Regions from separate parts of the Sus scrofa genome. Here region 1 is linked to region 2. Evidence: chromatin contacts called from public HiChIP or PLAC-seq data. All regions are on one chromosome and are shown on one strand. Each heading gives the region's core, a stretch centred on a gene start, on an enhancer-like site or on the middle of the called end of the contact. The rest is flanking DNA. Distances are from core to core; before and after follow the strand shown. Region 1 holds the start of TXN (thioredoxin). Region 2 holds the start of C1H9orf152.

What was found. HiChIP or PLAC-seq counts read pairs in DNA pulled down with a chosen protein or histone mark.
Region 1: a contact with region 2 is called in an H3K27ac HiChIP or PLAC-seq map of alveolar macrophages. The contact joins the promoter of TXN here to the promoter of C1H9orf152 in region 2. A contact is called at or near these places in 1 of 47 Hi-C or Micro-C datasets (blood) and 1 of 2 datasets of contacts at active chromatin or transcription factors (alveolar macrophages).

What each region holds. Positions count from the first base shown.
Region 1 is chr1:251,275,973-251,281,391 of Sscrofa11.1, forward strand. It overlaps TXN (thioredoxin), which reads right to left and starts at 1,377. Exons shown (of 5, transcript NM_214313.2): 1 at 1,344-1,377. The coding sequence starts at 1,367.
Region 2 is chr1:251,216,199-251,221,683 of Sscrofa11.1, forward strand. C1H9orf152 reads right to left here and starts at 1,937. Exons shown (of 2, transcript XM_003122069.4): 1 at 1,729-1,937. The coding sequence starts at 1,921. The region is part of intron 1 of LOC110256047 (a long non-coding RNA gene); the gene reads left to right.

The sequences.
Region 1 (5,419 bases), core at 127-2,626, 59 kb after region 2:
AAAAAGCTTCTAATTACATGGAAAGTGTTCAGGCTAAATTAGACCACAAATACACATCTCAGAAATAAAAATAATTGCAATTATTTTGTGGCTGCTTCTAGGAAATAGATCTCTCGCTTCCCACATTTCTACAATATTTTCACGTTTTCTGGTTGTAAAAGGCACAAAAAGATAAGGAATTATTAACAGAGAAACTTCCAAGTCAACTCCAGCATCTAACAGGTCGAAGCACTCCAGGCGGGGCCTTTCCTCTGCTTTACCCAGATAGGGGGTATCCAGGGGAAACGGTCTTGTGCCACAGTTGGCGCAACACCAATTTTCTCACACTCACTTCTCTGACTCTGCATTTAACATCCATTTCTTGAGGGGCTACAGTACACCAGACCCGGTGTTAGGCTGAGTTTTCCCAGCAGGAGGGCATTAAGTTTGCAGTAACTCTCGAAATGGAACACTTTTTGTCTTGGGCAGTCCTAAAAGGACAGAACCATGCCAGGAGCACAGAGCCGGGCGCGGCCGCTCCCAGGGGACTCCTGGCTCCAGCGAAACCCACCGATCGTGGGTGAATCACAGATGGGTAGGGCAGTGGAGGCCCCTGGGCCCGGCCTTGGGGACTGAGTCATTCCAAAGCCTGCGCTGCCGGAAACACGCCCGGAACCGCAGGAGGAGGAGTCCTGAGGGAGCGACCTGGACTTCACTTCCTAGCGGCTACCTGGGCCCCTAGGGCCTGACTCGTAACACGCGAAGGGGGTGGGGAGGGGCCTCCTGCTGGGAGCGGCACCCTCTGCACGGATGCAGAACGCATCATCTCTGCAGTCAGGCAGTGATGGGGAAGGCCGAGGGTCTCCGGCCTAGATCCACTCCCCAGGGAGGGCACGCCACCCAGCGCGGGTGGATCACACCGCTCTCCCGGGAGGGAGTGGCGGCGGGCAAGCCCGGGCTTTCTCCAAGGAGCCCTCCATCTCCTAACCGGCCCGTGTCCGGGTAAAAATGGGGGCCAAGGGCAGACTCCCTCCCCTCTTCACCCAACTAGAATGTCCTGGCAGGGAGGTGGCGGAGGCGCAGTGGGGGGATTCCTGGGCGCTCCCCACGCGCCTGTAGCCCCGGGGCGCACTGGTCACGCGGGCTCCGCCCTCCAGGGCTCCCTGCCCCACTCCTCCCTTCCTCTGGGGCGTGCTCCACCGCCTCAGGGGCGCCCAGGCCCGGGCTTCCAGCAGCTCCAGGCCGAGAAGCAGCGTCCCCTACCCCCAGGGATGCGGAGGGCCGGCCTGCCCACCACCAGCCCACCACCTCCCCCAGCTGCGGGGGCTTGGCGTCACGCCTTGGCCTGCCCCGGGAGCTCATACCTTGCTCTCAATCTGCTTCACCATTTTGGCTGCTGGGGTCTGACGAACGACCTTACGGTAAAAGAGATGGAAGCGGATCCAAAGCGGTGGACGGAGCAGAGAGAGCGCGCAGCCCGCTTTCCCTTTATAGCAACGGGGGAGTGGGGGCGGGGCGGGCGGGCGCGCGCGGCGTGCGTGTGGCGGGGGCGCGCTCGCTTGGGCATCCTGCTCCCGCCAAGGCGCCGGGGTAGGCTCCGCCTCCCGGAGCCCTCGGAGAGGGGGCGGGACTGCGGTCGGGGGCGGAGCCGGGGAGGGGCGCGGGCGTTGGGCGGAGTTCCAGGGAGTCCTCCGCGCCCCTCAGCACCGCCCACCTGTACCTGCGTTGGAAGTGGAGATCCGCGGGGGCCGTGGAGCGACCTCAAGGGACCCTACAGTGAGAGGAGGCGGACGGCTACCTCCAGAATCACAGGGTTACCTGCGTAGGGGCCAGCGTGGTCATCATCCGACGCTCCCAGGCCAGTTCAGGATTCCTCAAAAGGGTCGCCAGACCGTCACACCCCCAGTTCCGAGAACCCCACAAGTGCTGAGTAACGATAACCAGGAAGTCTCTCTGCGTGTGCGCCCCCGCCTCGTTTTCCCTACTTTTCCGCGATGGTTGTCGTCCCTCCTTCCCTCCTTTCAGTCCTTTCATTTTCACTGGTGAACCTGCTGCTTCGGCGTGACACAGCAGTTTAGTGCTGTAGTGACTGGCGGGGACTGGTTGGGCTCCTGCGGGTTGTAAGTGCGGTCAGAGGGACGCAGTTGTGACCCTGAGCAGGCCACCTTCCGGTGCCTCAGTTTTCCTTTCTGTCAAATGAGAATCACAATGGTTCCTAACTCCTGGCGGTAGTGTTTTGAGGATTAAATAAAGTGCTGGTAGAGTGGTTAGGGGGAGTGTTTGGCACCTGGTAAAAACTCAAAAAAAGTTATAATTAAAGCTGTTGTGAGTACTAATTAGTCTTGCTTGGTGTCGTGGGGTTGGGGGTGGGGATCATGCTTGGAGACTTTATTGTGGCACCGGTACACACACTTGTGTGTTTTTACTACCAGCTGTAGAGCCTGGAACAGAAAAATGGGCTATTTGTGCTGATACAGATTGGCTTTGGCAGGACTGAGGATTGTGGAAGGTATGTAAGCAGGCATGGTGAAGCCAGGAGGGCAGCAGCCGGAAGTGGGCAAGCTGTTGAGCTGGAGAGGGGAATGACAGCCAGAAGGCTGGAAAGGAGTGGGATTATGTTGGGAAAAGGAGGGTGGAGCCTGACTTTTCAGGTGGGGGCACTCTGGCTGCAGCTACATTTAGGTGTGATTGGCGGCCATGGTGAAACTGCTCCCTGGCTTCCCCCTCTCAGTCTTAGGCATCCTTCCCTCTGCTCTTTTGGACCTATTGTACGAAGTTTCTAGAAAGTTGAGGGCCAGGGGTTAGGGTATAGACAAGGCATACATTCTAAGGACAGTCCTAGGCAGAAGGAGGATGGGTTGGCCTGAATGCAGCAACCTTCCCTTAGAAAATAAGGACTAGCAGGACAGAGAAGAGGCATTATGGGTTATCAGGAGCCCAGTCTATGATCTGCTTTTCTACTGCTGTGTTTTCAGCCCAACTTACATCCCAGCTTCTAGGCCTACTGGTACCTTTACATGGGAGATGATAAATAATTGAGCTGTAGAAAGGAGAGGTACAGACCTCCATTGGCCATCCAAACCACGCTCAGCTGCCATCTCTTCAAGCATCTTCCAAATGTCCAGGACCAATATAGAGGCGGGTTATGAGGGATGCTCTGATTATAGGGAACAGGGAATTGGGAAGCTACCATTTGTATTAAGAGTCCAGACACTGCAATTAGATTCTCTGTCCTCATCCCCACTCTACCACTTAGTGGCTGGGTAACTCAAGTCTAAATAGACTTCCTGGGCCTCAATTTCCTCATGTATAAAATGGGAATAATAATGCCCCATGCTATTAGAAGGGTCAAGTGAACTAAAATATATGCAAAGTGCTTAGAATCATGCCTGGTACACAGTAAGTGATATATAAACTATGAATTACAGACTATTAATGGAATGGTGACACCCTTGTGGAATGATGGCAGAGGTGGACGGGGAGACTGTAAAACAGGTGTCAAGCCTAAGTGAATTAAGTTGTCAGGAAATTCATAATAAACAGGGAGCCCTAATAACATGAATCTCAAGGAAGAGGATTTTTTTCCCCCCTCAAAGAGTGAAAAAAAAAAAAAAAAAAGTGGGCTAGACTTGGCCCTACCCAAAGAGGATGGTCTACAGGGACTTGGGAAACTCGACTCTGTAGGATTTCAGTTGTGGCAAGGAGGTACATTTTCTGGGGAAAGTGAGGTAAAGGGGAATTCTTGGGACAGCCCAGTGAGGGAGGATCCCTTTGTGCAGAAAGGAGAGGGTGAGAAGAGCTGAGAGAGGGTTGATAGAAAGGCTTTCATTTGAGAGTTTGGCTCTGTGTATTATTAGACCTCTCAGTGGCAAAGAGAAATTCCAGCTCAGACTGAATTAACCAAAAAGAATTAGCAACTCAAACAACTAGGAACTCTAGGAGCCTAAGATGTCACAGGAGCTCCAGAACTATCCGTTCATTCTCAGTGGACTCTCCACCTACTTTGACTAGCCCCTCTAGGCTTAGGTCCCTATCATTTTATCCCCAAGGAAGAGCACTCCTCTCCCTGGTTACAGTCAGTGCCCTGGAGGCTGACCTTCACTGACTTGATCTGGGGGTGGGGGAGGGCATCAGCCTTGCTTGAACCATTTATTTCAACCAGGAGTAAGGAAAATCTAGGGTTTTTTCCAGAAAAAAGGGAAATGCATTTTGGACAGGTAAAAAATGGTATTTCTACATCATCAAGAGGAGGAGTAATGAGTAGCTTGGGTGTTGAGCTAGCTTTAGGTTTCTGGGTCAGCTCAGTCTGAGGCTCCCTGGGGGAACTAGAAAACTAGGTTTGCTGTCTTTGTTCAGGTTTGCATTTGAAGAAAATGCAGCTCCAGGGCTCTGAGCAAGCTTTTCTCAGATCATGGCTTTCTCTAAGTGTGGCCTTCTACTTCCTCATTCAGCAGAGCTGAAGGTACTTGATGAAACTGCAGATCCCTGGCCCACATGCAGGCAGACTTACAGAACCACAATTTTTGGAGGTAGATTGGTGGATTCTGCATTTTAAAGCAGCACCACAGGCGATTAGGTACACTAAGATTTCATAAACTTTGCCCTGGGATCTGCACAGGGAGGTGAGCATTAGCTAAACTTAAAGACTTTGTCCAGGAAGAGAGCTGAGATGAGAATACTACAGAGAACATGTAAGCAATATAAGATTAGGAACCCAAAATGTATGGTAAAGAAGATGGTCAAAGAAAAGGGAATAAATACAAGTGCGAAATAGTCATTCAGTGCCAGGCCTAGAGCTGGGTATATTGCATCATTTTTCTCAATATCTCCTAGGAGATAGAGTGAATTCTTCCCATTTTACAGAGAAGAAAACTGAGGCCCAAAGAGGTCATCTGGTCACAACAAGTGTGCACAAATTCTTATACCCTGGTCACAAAGTGGAGAAAGTGCCAGCAAAGCAAACCCTTTTCCATGGCACATGGAAGTTCCCAGGCGAGGGGTCAAATCGGAACTACAGCTGCCAGCTCACAGCAACGCCGGATCCTTAACCCACTGAACAAGGCCAGGGATCAAACCCACATCCTCATGGATACTAGTCAGAGTTGTTACTCCTGAGTCACAATGGAAATTCCCCTTTACATATCTTAAATATCCCTCATTTCACCAGTGAAAAATATCTAACACTCCTTTTGCTAATTTACAAACTCTAACTAGTAGGCTATTTGAATACTTTGCAGAAACTCCCTCTAGAACATTAATTCTTATTTGGGTGTTTTTCAAATGCTGATTTAAACACCCCAGGAGTGGACTCCTGATTAGGGTACTTCAACTGTTAAATTGTTTAGATTTTAAAAACTAATATGCATATAAATATATTTCACACTTTCAATGCTAAGTATTTAATGTAAATTTCAAACAGTGTAATAACCCCTGTGAGTGG
Region 2 (5,485 bases), core at 687-3,186:
TTGCTTTTTTGCCCCCCACCCCCAACGTTTTTGTAATCTTACTCTGAATTCTCCCTGGAGAACCACCTTATTCCTCACGCCCAGTCCAAGTGCTTAGATGTCCCTCCACCTCCGTGACATAGTGACCTAGTCCTCAGCCAGTCAGCACAGAAAGCCCTGAGGAGCTTGACACATATTAATTTATTTAATTCCTATACAATCCTATACTTTGGGTATTACGGTTATTTCTACTTGACAGATGAGGAAACTGAGTCACGGGGTAATTTACATGACTTGTTCAAAGCTGCACAGAGCAAGTCAATGACTGAGCTGGCACTCAGGCTCACCTTCTCTCCAGAGACCAAGGACAGGTACACGCCATCAGACAGCGCACTGCTTCTCACAGTAAGAGCAAGAAGGTGGACTTGCAAACTGCTAGAAATGCCCTAAAAGATCTCGACTGAGCCTTGGGGGTCAGAAGTCTCCCCTGGGGAAGCAGAGCCTGAGCATCCCTCCATGCATTAACCTGCTGGAACTCATCACATGGTGATGGAGGTGCCAGTTCTGAGTTACAGGATGCAGAAGAATGAACCAGGAGGAAGGCTGGGGCAGGGGTGGTGAATTCTATGGGGCGTGCTGAGTTTAAGATGTCTTGGGGATATGCCCATCACATGGGTTTGTGAGTCTGAATCTAAGTGTGTTAAATCTGCTTTCATTTGATAGGGGTTTAATTTAACAAATGCTTGCTGAGTGACAGAATGAATAAACACCCTTGAGGATGGGGTAGGGCTTTAGGAATCTTGCAGCTTATGCCCTGTAGAGATGGGGGACTACTTGACTGTGTCTGTTCAATTCAAACAGACCCCAATGGCTGGCAAACAGCCCAAGGCATGAGAGATGAGTGTCTTTGGCCCAAGGCAGCACACTCCCTGTCCTAGTCATTGTGGTCCTCTGGCCCCTGATTCCCTCCCAGCCTGGCCAAGAGCAGGGTGGGCTTTTCAATGAGTCCTGAACTGTATAAACAAGCACAGAAATTCCCAGGGTAGAGCCTTGACCTTCAGGGGGGAGTTCTTTCTATCTCTCTTGTCTCTCTGGGTTAGAGGAGGATGAAGGGCTGAGATGCGACAATTGCTTGCTGAGCCCTGGGCTCCAACCTTCTTCCTGGAATAAATCTGAATTGCCAAGTGGAAGAGGCTTCTTCCCTGGTGGAAGGGAAGGGCTTCTGGGTGTCATCGAACCTCCCTGGCTGTTCTTTGAGGTGTGAGGGCATCCTGGGTGCCTCTGGGGTCCCTGAGCCTGTGTTTCCTCTGGCTGGTGCCTGTGCTGGGGCTGTTGTCTTCACTCTCCAGGGATAGTTTCTCTGCTTTCCTGACAGTTCCTTGGTGAGACCCAGCCAGGAAGCACAGCTCCCACCCCCCCACCTGGCCTTGCAGAGTGGCCAAGCCCAGCTCACCAGGCAGACCAGTTCAGCAAGATTAGAGTCTAAGAGCAGAGGCCAGGAAGAGCGTGCTGCCTGCCAGCTGTCTGCCTGGGGGCCCCTGGCACAGTTGGCAGGGGGCCTGAGCCCAGCAGGGCTGCCCTGAACCAGCCTCCCTGCTCTGGCTCTGCCTCTGGAGGGCCTGCCTCCCAGCTCTTCCCCACCAGGAGGGTCAGCAGAGCCTTGGCACTGCCCACAGCTCAGCCATCCATTCCACCCACAGCCAGGCCCTCCTCCCCTTCTTTCCCTCCCCAGCACCCACCCAGCCCTACCTTTCTGGAGCACCACCACGTGGGCCTGAGCCTTCTGCTGCCGTCTCAGGCCTTCATACTGGGCTCGCAGGAGCTGGACACTGAGCAGGGGCCCTTTGCCGGGGGCCTGGGTCCCGGAGCCCTCGGCCATGAAGTGAGACCCCAGCTGCCAGAAGTGGGGCAGGGCTGGGCACGGGCAGGGCAACCCCTTCATCCGGATCCGGGAGAAAAGCAAACACTGATGGGCGGGGCTGGGGGAGGAGGGGGAAGGGGAAGTGAGGAAGGAGGGGAGGAGGACGAGGTAGGGAGGGGGAGAGGGACGGTAAAGAGAAGGAAAAATCAAAACTCGGAGGGGAAGGGTGGCTAGGAGGGAAACTGGAGCGGAGAGAAGGAAGGGGATGCGAAGAGGGAATGAAGAATGGGGGGAGAAGGTAAGAGTGGTGGCCGATGAAGTGGGTGGGAGAAAAGGGAGGGCAGGAGGAGGGAGGGGCAGGGAGTGAATAAAAGTGAGAACTTTTGACGGGCCGGGCTGAGGGGAGGAGCTGGGGATAGAAAGACAAAAAGCTCGAAGTCCTTTTGGAATCCAAGGAGTGTCCTATTCTGAGTCCTTCACTGCTTGATCCCAAGTGTAGAATCCGACCCTGTAGAATCCAACCCGAGAGCTACGGTGAAGCCTCCTGTTTCCCTGCAAAGCTGGAGCCAGTGCGGGGAGATGCCAAGGGCCCGCTTGGCTCATGCCTTTTGGACTGGACCCTGGATGCCTGTCAGTAAACCTGTCTGTCTGGTTGGCAGTTGGAAAAGGAGCTGGTGTCTTGGGGATGTGTGCCAACATCTACCAGGGCAGAGGGAGTCCCAGTGGCAAAGGTGCCCCCTGAGACCTCTACTCACCCCCTAAGGGGCAATCCAAGAGAAAGCCCAGCCCTAAAGTCACCGGGTGGGGGCGGGGTGGGCAGACCCAGGGAAGCCGTGGCCTCTAGCCAGCCCCACCTCTTTGACATTTGATGTAGCCTCTGCAGTCTCGACATTTCCAAATTGGTGTTTATCTTACCCACAGCTAGGTGCACCCTCCTGTTCCGCTTGGTTTGCCAGCCCCACCGTCTCTACATCCTCTTAGATTTGAATCCTAAACCCTTTCTCCCTTACACCAGCTTCAACCTATCCTGGCTCCATCTGGCCAAGTAAATTCCTTTCTGTCTCCTGTTAACATAATTACTCAGTTACCCAATATACCTACAAAGGCAGTGGAAACAGTAGCAGCTGAATTTAAGAGACATTTTGAAGAGTAACTGGATGGGATTGAGCTGTTAGAGGTGGTTTGAGAGATGGAGGGTGAATCTTTGTTGGCTGGTATATGCCGTACACATGTATGCTGTATGCTTCGTCCGGTGGTATGTGCTGCTGTAACAAAGTACCACAGATTGCTTGGCTTAAACAATAGAAGTTCATTGTCTTATAATTCTGGAGGCCACAAGTCCAAGATCAAGATGTCAGCAAGGTTAAGTTCCTTCTGGGGATTTGAAAAGGTATCTGTTCTATGCCTCTCATTTTGCTTCTGGTGGCTCGCTGGCAACCTTTGGCATTCCCTGACTTGTAGAAGCATCACCTGACCTCTACCTTTATTGTCACATGGTGGTCTCCCCATGTGTGTGTCTCTGTGCCCAAACTTCCCCTTTTGATCGAGACACTAGTCATGTTGGATGACGACTTACTCTAGTGACCTCATCTTAAGTCAACTATTTATATCTGCAAATGATCCTTTTTCCAAATAAGGTTACATTCTGAGGTACTGTGGTTAGGACTTCAAAATACAGATTTGCATGGTGGGGACATAATTTAACCCACACTGGGTAGGGAAATGGTAATTCTAGTCACAGAGGTGGCATAAGAGTGGAGCAGATTGGGGTGAGGGAGAGGAGGATGGATTTGTTTTAGATGTTATATTTGAGGTGAGCATGGTTGATGGGTCACCAGAAGGGAGTCAGAAACTTGGTAGAGAGATGCAAATGTTATCATCTATGAAAATGATACAATTCATTATTGGAAATGGTTTATCAATAGATGGTCACGCATATAAAGAATTGAGAGATGGTCCAAAGTTACTCTTTTTCCTTTTCAGTTTCCATTAGCTTGTTCAAGTTCATCTTTGATGAGCAGAAGAGAGGTCTCCTCTGTGCACTTCTACTTTCTTCTTTCTCTGCCCTTGACCCAGGGTCTAACTTCTTTCTCTTGGCATCTGGTCTGTCATCATATTCTAGCCATAAAAAGAGGGGTGAATGGTCTAGGCTGATGGTGCTTCTACAAACTACTTCTGTAGCACAAGTTCTGTGCAATTATATTTTTGTTTTTGTTTTTAAGGTCTTTCTCTCTTTTCCCCAACTCCTCAAGACCTCCTCAAACATCCAGGCTTGGGCTGGATAGGGCTCCATCAGGGGAGAGGGTATGCCCTCCTGGAAGATGGTTATGGAAGTGGAAATATTCACCCCAACCTCATAAGAATGAAAGTCTTCAGCCCATGTGTGGGAGCTGAATGATATTTGGAGTTGAATGTCTTGGAGTTGAATGAAATTTCCAACTTAGGAAGATATTTCAATATACCAAGCTCTAGCAAGACCAGTATTTAAAGGGCAGGCAGAAATTAGAAGGTAATATTGAAAATGGAAAAAGGGAAATCAAAATCATAGGGGGAACCAGTGAAGAAGGGCATCCCAGACTGTAAAGAAGGAAAGAAATGTTGCAAAAGAGCCAGGTGGCCCAAATGGGGGAGACAGAATAGCCCAATCACCCCTCCTGCCCTGGTGAATGGCATCTGAGAAATACATGCAGGAGACTGGTTCTCAGTCTGGCTACACACTAAAACTACTTTGGGAGTTTTTAAAGAAACATCAGTGCTTGGGTCCCTCCTCTAAATATTCCAATTCCCATAGTCTGGGGTGGTTTCCAAAGACTGGTCTAGGTCTAAAGTCTCCCCCACTGCTCTAGAGAGTCACCTGCCCACGTTTCTGAGTCCCTGGCTGTCTGGTTGAGAGACACATGGCAGGAAATAGCCCAAGCTTCTTCATCCCTTTTTATTATGAAGTCTCTCCAGCATAAGCTGAAGGCAAGAGGGGCCCCTCCATTCTAGGCCAGCAGCACCTGCCATATAATTAGACTCAATTTCGATTATATATTGGCATCTGTCAGTCTTCATCTTTTAATATGAATAGTTACCTTTTTCTATGGTTGCATCTTTGTAGGTGTTCTAATGAGAATTAGGAGGGTTTACCAACTGTTGGTTGCCTGCCTTTCAGAAGCTTAAACTCCTTTTAGTTCATATGGTTCCTCTCTCTTAACAAACACACCTTTAATCTATTTGGAATTGATTTTAGTGTTAGAATTTCAGATAAAGCATGAATCGAGCTATTTTTTTTTCCTCCAGGTAACTGCCCAGTTGCACAATACAACTTATTGGATCAACTTCCTTTCCCCGTGATTTGCAATAACAGTAATAAAAGTGTAAGAAAAAATTGGCAGGAGTATCTCATCCTGGAGAGTCTTCAGAAACAAATGAAAAATAAGATTGAGCTGGAACCCTTCCTGGAAAATCATGACAGTTACCACTAAAAGGGCATGCTATATTATTTAGGTGGATGCCCCAGGGGGGAGTGAGAAATACACTTCAAGGTTGCTCTGGGTTCAAGATAACCAGAGTAGGGATGTTATTTGAAGAAATATTTTCTTTTTTTTTTCCATGTGGTTTACATTCTACTGAACCTGAAAATGAAAGTCTGTGTTGAGAGGT